Regions from separate parts of the Rattus norvegicus genome. Here region 2 is linked to region 1. A link is a contact called in public Hi-C data. All regions are on one chromosome and are shown on one strand. The core of a region is the stretch at or near the end of the contact, and the rest is flanking DNA. Distances in the headings are between cores, read along the strand shown. Region 1 overlaps Thsd4 (thrombospondin type 1 domain containing 4). Region 2 overlaps Thsd4 (thrombospondin type 1 domain containing 4).

The links. Hi-C and Micro-C count contacts between places; a contact is called where the count stands out from the background.
Region 2: a Hi-C map of kidney shows a contact between it and region 1, with 5 times the contacts expected there. The contact joins two enhancer-like sites. A contact is called at or near these places in 9 of 12 Hi-C or Micro-C datasets (the A7r5 cell line, the Rat2 cell line, Schwann cells and 5 more).

The regions. Positions count from the first base shown.
Region 1 is chr8:69,285,728-69,289,035 of GRCr8, reverse strand. It overlaps Thsd4 (thrombospondin type 1 domain containing 4), which reads left to right. Exons shown (of 18, transcript XM_039082429.2): 18 at 3,247-3,308. Among named protein-coding and RNA genes, the nearest start is that of Nr2e3, 18 kb to the right of the region's middle. Within about 2 kb of position 1,330, at least 1 of the 93 cell types and tissues checked has an H3K27ac peak or open chromatin away from gene starts, as enhancers often do.
Region 2 is chr8:69,409,300-69,412,915 of GRCr8, reverse strand. All of the region lies in intron 7 of Thsd4 (thrombospondin type 1 domain containing 4), which reads left to right. Among named protein-coding and RNA genes, the nearest start is that of Nr2e3, 140 kb to the right of the region's middle. Within about 2 kb of position 2,030, at least 2 of the 93 cell types and tissues checked have an H3K27ac peak or open chromatin away from gene starts, as enhancers often do.

The sequences.
Region 1 (3,308 bases), core at 81-2,580:
TGGACTTTGTTCATGACTAACTTTTAGAAATTTTAACCCTTCAGTGCCTGTCACCGCGCTGTGCTTGGCTGAGTCGGGTGGCTAGCGGCAAACTTCAGAGATCCACCTGTCGCACCCTCCCAGCCCTGGGATTACAGCACACACTACATGCACAGTGCTTCCGTGTAAGGCCTGAGACTCAAACCCAGGTCCTCGCACTTACATGGTGGCATCTTCTCAGCACTGACACGATGTCAGTCAAGATCCACTCAGGATCTTTTAAATGGGATATATCGAATATGAATCAGATATACCAAACTGTTTATATCAAATAACAGCACAGAAAATCCAGAGAAATCTTGAGGATAAGAGTATTGGGGGACTTATTCTGCCACAGACAAAGGCATGCGGCCGGCTCAGGGAGAGGTGAGCAGGTAAAAGCAGACAACAGGACGTCCTCAAATAAACCAAAGAAGCTTGGTCTGTGGTGGAGTTCGCATAGGAGTCTAGGGAAAGGGTGAGCTGTTCAATGATAATCAAACAGTTCATCTATGCTTACATAGATGGAAAGACAGAGAATCCCTGCCTCTCAATACACACACACGCATATACACACACACACAAGTACACACACACATACACACACACACACACACACACATAAGCACACACACATAAGCACACAGGCACATATGCTCACACACACTCCCCAGTTCCTGGAGAATTAAGGAAATAAATGTAATCAGAAATTTTAAACTTTAAGAAAGGACTTTGAGGAGGGAAATGTTTTACCTTAGAATAAGGAAGAATTTCTTAAAGGAAAACCCCAGAGTGGTCACAAGGGAAAATACTACGATACCAATAAATTAAAACGTCAAGTGACCAGTTATCACGTGACATCATAAAAGAAGTGCCAAGAGGAGCTACAAGCTTAGAGAAGAAGCTAGCAACATGGCAACCAGTAAGGACAGGGATCTGTGGTGAGAGCTTGTTAAGTTCACAGGCAAAAGGAGAGCTGCCCCCAGCAAAGGGAGCCTGAGGGGCAAACACTGATACAATGTGTTCACCTCACACAGGAAGTTTAGCGTTCACTAGACAGACACAAATACGGCCCACGGTGGAAGACAGTTCTGCTACACCTCAGCTAGCCGAGGGCTTGCCCAGCATGCACAGTGCCCCGGGAATGCTCTCCAGCACGGCATAAACCACACATGGTGGTACACACCTAGAACCATCCCCAGCCCTGGAGACGGAGGCAGGAGGATTAGAACTTCTCATCCTCCAGGATCAAGGCCAGCTGAGGCTACGTGAGATCCTGTCTTCTTCCCACTGCCCTGCCATTCCCCAACCCCCAAAATAGAATGCCACTGTTCTGCCAAGAGAAATACAAATAGCCTCACATAGTTTAGAGGGCAGCCATCACATCTAATAAGGCTGTATGTGTCTTAAAACTCAAAAAGAACACTTAAAAATTCGCTCAAAAGACTGCTGTTTCTTTTTTTTTGTTTGTTTGTTTTTAAGATTTATTTATTTTATTTATATGAACACTGTAGTTCTCTTCAGACACTTGAGAAGAGAGCATCCCATTACAGATGGTTGTGAGCCACCATGTGGTTGCTGGGATTTGAACTCAGGACCTCTGGAAGAGCAGTCAGTGCTCTTAACCACTGAGCCATCTCTCCAGCCCAAGACTGCTGTTTCTAACAGGAAAAAAAAATGGAAACCAAGTCTACCAATGGAAAATGCATCCGTTATATATTTACATGGCTGTCCTCCCCAGTGATATAGACAAATTCATAAATTCAATTTCAAAAAGTGGCCAAGAGTTATTTTCTGAAGTTTAGGTGTCACCGTGGTTAAAGAGAGATGGGAGATGGAGAAGTGGCCTAGTGGTTACGAGCACTGGCTGCTCTCCCGAAGGACCTTCCCATCAACCACACAGCTCACAGCCGTCTGTAATGGGCTCTGATGCCCTCTTCTGGCATGCAGGTGTGCATGCTGATAGAGCACTCATACATAAAATTTAAATAAATCTTTTAAAAACTAAACCACATACAGGAGCCGGGGAGATGGCTCGGTGGGTAAAGTGTTTGTTCCACACACTCAAGGATCTGAATTTGGATCCATGGCACCCTTATAAAAGCTGGGTGACCCCAGCGGTGGGAAGGGGAGACAGGAGGCTCTCTGAGTTTGCTGACTAACCTGACTAGCCAATCTGTGAGGTCCTGGTTCAGTGACCAGAAAACTAGGTGGAGGAGGAAGGATGCATGAATACCAAGGAGCTACACATGGTATCAGTGGTGGCTGGGGAGGAGCCACTTTCTTCCGTGGTGGAGCCAATGTAAGGTACCCATACTCAGGTAAATTACCTCACACGCTTGCCCATGTAGGCAGCACCAGCTAAACTTACTGTAACAGGAGTTAAAAATCGGCACGCCATCTTCTCCTGGCCTCTTTGTGAGAAGAAGCCCTCATAGCTGGTTCGTCATCCCTGTCCAGTGTCTTCAGCATGACCATCCTGGGTCTCGCTATGCTACCCTGGCTGACCTTGAACTCCCGAACTTCACATTTCAGCCTCTCAAGTGCTGGGATCACAGGCTGCCCACAATCCCTGGGCATTCTTGAACATATATTCTCTCCCTCTCTCCCTTCCTTCCCTGACCCCCGTCTCTGTCTCTCTCCCCCAATCCCTACCTCCCTTTCTGCACCTCCCTTTCTGCACCTCCCTCTCTGCACCTCCCTCTCTGCACCTCCCTCTCTGCACCTCCCTCTCTGCACATGTGTGTGCATGTTTGTGGAGGCCAAGTGTCATTGGCTATCTTCCTCAACTGCTCTTCAACTTATTTCTCAAATGTCTCTGTTTCCTTTATCATTCTTTGTCAAGCCCAAATACATATTTAATGTTTGGGGTCATTTTTACACCCCTCATTACCCTCTCTCGACCCCTTCCTTCTACTGAGCCCTAACAAGGCCCCTCCCTCCTGACATCTCTGACATCCAACGTTGGTCTCTATATGCATTCCTACAGACTCATAAAGACACACATAGACACAAACATACATACATACATACATACATACATACATACATACATACAAATACACATATCCCCACATACATCCATACACACACACACACACACACACACACACACACACACACACGAGGAGGACCCAAGGGAAGTGCTGTGTCTCCTACCCTTTCTCTTCATGCTGGTCCTGGCTGTCTCTTGGGCTCAGGAGTCTCTTCTGTTCTCTTCCACCGTAGATGAAAACTGCAAGGACAAGTACTACAACTGCAATGTGGTGGTCCAGGCGCGCCTCTGTGTC
Region 2 (3,616 bases), core at 781-3,280, 120 kb before region 1:
AAGGCTACAGCTTGGAAGAAAAGATCATCTTAGGGGAAGCAGGAAGTACCACGTAGGGATGAGAGAGAAGGAAGAGATGAGAGGAAAGATGGCAGCCGTTTAAAATGTCACAACCACGTGAGGGGAGAGCCAGAGCCTGCAGGACAGCATTAGGGACCAGAGACCAGGGGTTCTATGAAAAGCCCTAATCCTCAGATCTTTATATCACTTATTTTTGTTGCCATGTCCTGTACTCTTGAATCCAATACTCTGGGATGAAAATGGCCTTGTGTTTGCTTGGTGGATATACTGTAAGCAGGACGTGAACGTATGAATCCATGTCTCTTTTATTCATGCATGTAATGAACAGTCACTAGCTGGGTTCCTGATCGAGAAGCTTGACCTACAAAGTGAGGAAGAATCGGTGTCTGCCTGCAGGGAGCTCACAGTCAGGACAAGGGAGCAGAATGATGAAGGGAAGGGGAGAGAAGGACATGGAATTAGGGTGGCACAGACGTGGTCCCTGGGCACCGAGAGGGGACAGTAGGGGGCTTCCTGAAGGAGGTCTGAAGGACTGACTCTGCAAGATTGGAAATAGACAAATCCAGGAATTTACCCCCTTAGGTATTTATGTCCTATGAGAAGACTTTTGTGCTGTTTCCCATGAAGATATTATCTACTGTACATGAGCTAACATCCTAAATACTTCATAGTTTCCGCTGTTTTAGAGGGACATTTTATTGTATATCCTGTTGCTGTTAATGATAGAAAATACACCCTAGTTCCAAGTACCTCTGTCCTGGGACATCATCATAAGCTCCACATAAATCTAAGAATGGAGACTGCATTGTTTGGATGAACAGTCTCTTCTGAACACAGTGGCCCACAATGTCGTAATTTCCACCCACTGTGTGTATTTTTCTGTGGGCTCACAGTCTTCCAGTAGCTCATCAGGCTAGGAATCCTTAAGGACTTATCTATTGGCAAATGTGTTAACCTATGTCATCAGAACTCTCATGATCTAGTCACTTCCTAGATTCCCCATCTGAATACGGCTATACTGGGACCAACCTTTCAACCCATGAGCTGGGAGGGACATTTTATACACAAACCACACCAATGGACAATTTGTCTCCTCTCTCTTTCTCTCCCTCCCTCCCTCCCTCCCTCATCTATGTATATGCACATTTATTCACACTGCTGTGTATGCAGGTGTGTGTGTGTGTGTGTGTGTGTGTGTGTGTGTGTTCTCATGAGTGTGGAAACCGAGGTCATTCCTCGGCCACCATTCACTTGGTTTGTTGAGACACAGTATCTTGGGGCTCATTGATTCAGCCAGGGTGAGTGGCCTGTGAAGCTGAAGGAACCTCCTTTCTCCACCTCCCCAGTACTGGGATTAGATAACATCACACCCAGCTTCATGTTTGTTTTTTAGTGGTTGCTGGGGATTGAACTCAGTACCCATAATAACCCCTCAGCACTTGTGGTTGCATGGCAACTCTTACCAACTGAGCCATCTCCCCACCCACTTTCCTGTACCTGTAATTGGGTACAAACTTTTTGAATGCTGGGTCTGGTGTTTGAGAAGGGGGAGGTGTCACCTTAGGTGACTATCTTGTTGCTGAGGTGGACAATAATCCTAATCTGTCCAAGTTTTCTGTGCATTGTCCCTAGAACTCAGTTTATTTAGGTGATCATTGAAGAAAAGGAAAATACCAACCTGGGTGTTACAGGATGATAGCTAGTGTCCCAGGAGAGCCACCGTCACTGGCTGCTTCTCAGCAGTGAATTGCTTGTCCAAAGGACGGGTTCTTGGGAGGCAGGTGTTTAGCCTCTGTGAGTTTGTGTAGCATAAACTCCCTGTGTAGCATAAACCAAGATGATGACTTTCAGCTCTGGGTTTTCTAGGTCCCCAGGCAGCCAAGGGCCGGTACTTCTGAAATGACTTCTTTGGAGAAAATCCAAGTTGAGCTCAGCTTAGGCTGTATTTCCATACCCTTGGCTGCAAGTGGCAGGCCTTTCACTAAACAAGAAGTAAGATTAGCTTTTAGAGGGACACAGATATCACATAGCCCATAACAGCCTCCCAGAGAGCTTGCTGAAGGCTGTAAGGAGTGCAGAAGTCTCTTATGAGGACCATAGAAGCCAGGCTGGGAATGGTACTAAGGGGTGTAGTAAATGTCTTCTGAACATTAAAAAGAAACTCCCCCGAGTGAGACTTTCCAGTGTTTCCTGTGGCGTGTACTGTACCTGCCGGGAACAGTGGGAAATGGCTTTCGGTTCAGAATGAGGGCTTCCCCAATTGAGCTGTATCTTCCTCCACTCAGGGCAGTGCTGCAAAAAGTTTCCTCTCCTGGTTCAAGGCAGGATTTTGATTTTAAAATACACTGGAAGGCACACGGGAACCGCAGACATACTGCACACCTGGAAAGGCAGTATTTTAGAGGAGACCACACCAAGATAACCAGAAAAATATTCAGTAGGCCTTTGACTAGTCCAGATTCTCTTCCCCTAACCCCATCAGTAGTTTTGTAACTGTGGTCCCTTTAATATTGTGTTATCAACCCTGTGTGGTTTCCATCCCCGTAGTAAATATGAGAATGCCTGGGGTAAACACTACCTCATCCGAGGTTACACAGGAGCCAAGCAGGAGGCAGGGGTTGAGCTGAGGTGTGCTAGGCCCAACCCCACTTCAGTGGGGAGGGGTGTGTGTGTGTACATGAGTCTCTGGCAGCCCTGTTCAAACACAGCTTCCTTCTGAGCACATCCGCAGCGGGGCCCGGTGCTTTACAACTGTCACACTCAACCAGGTGACAGTGCTTCCAGTGGTCCCCAGGTGACCCTTGGACTGTGAAGAAAACTGACACACATGAAGAAACGGCCATCGATCTTGGTAAAGTTTCTCAGACATCTTTGATGGCTGTTTGATTGCTCTCACGTTTGACGGTTTTGTATCTCTGGGCTGGGTAGTTTATTTCAGCTTGACACAAGCTAGACTCATCTGAAAGGAGGGAATCAGTTGAGAAAAATGCCTCCATCATATCCAGCTGTAAGGCTGGTAGCCCTGGATTCTGTAAGGAAACAGGCTGAGCAAGCCATAGTGAGCAAGCCAGTAAGCAGCCCCCCTCCACGGCCTCTGCACCAGCTCCCGCCTCAAGATTTCAGCTCTTGAGTTCCTGTCCCAGCCTTCAGTGATGGACTGAATGTGGAAGTATAAGCCATTTCTCCACCCCCACCCCTGCAACTTGTTTTCGGTCATTACGTTTCATTGCATCAATAGAAACCCTAACCAAGACACCCTGAGAGATCTGAGAGAGAGTTGGCCCTGATGTCCCTACAACTGTAGGAAATCCTCCACTTTGCCTCTATGAGCTGCTTGTCCTGCTAGGGCACAAGAGAAGCCTCCCTGGGGAATAAGAAGTAGGACAATACGGTGATGGACGTACAGACGGACCTCTAGTCATTCTGCTCATATTTACTGAGTTTGCAATTGGCAGGAGGCTGTTCTTAGCATCTAAATGAGAAGCCAAGTAGAGCCCCTTTGCATCTAATACAGTGAATCTAAACTAAAACAGTTACCCCAAGATTTGGACATGTGCCTGTCTTAGAGCTCTCTTGGCCCTCAGAAGACTCTGAG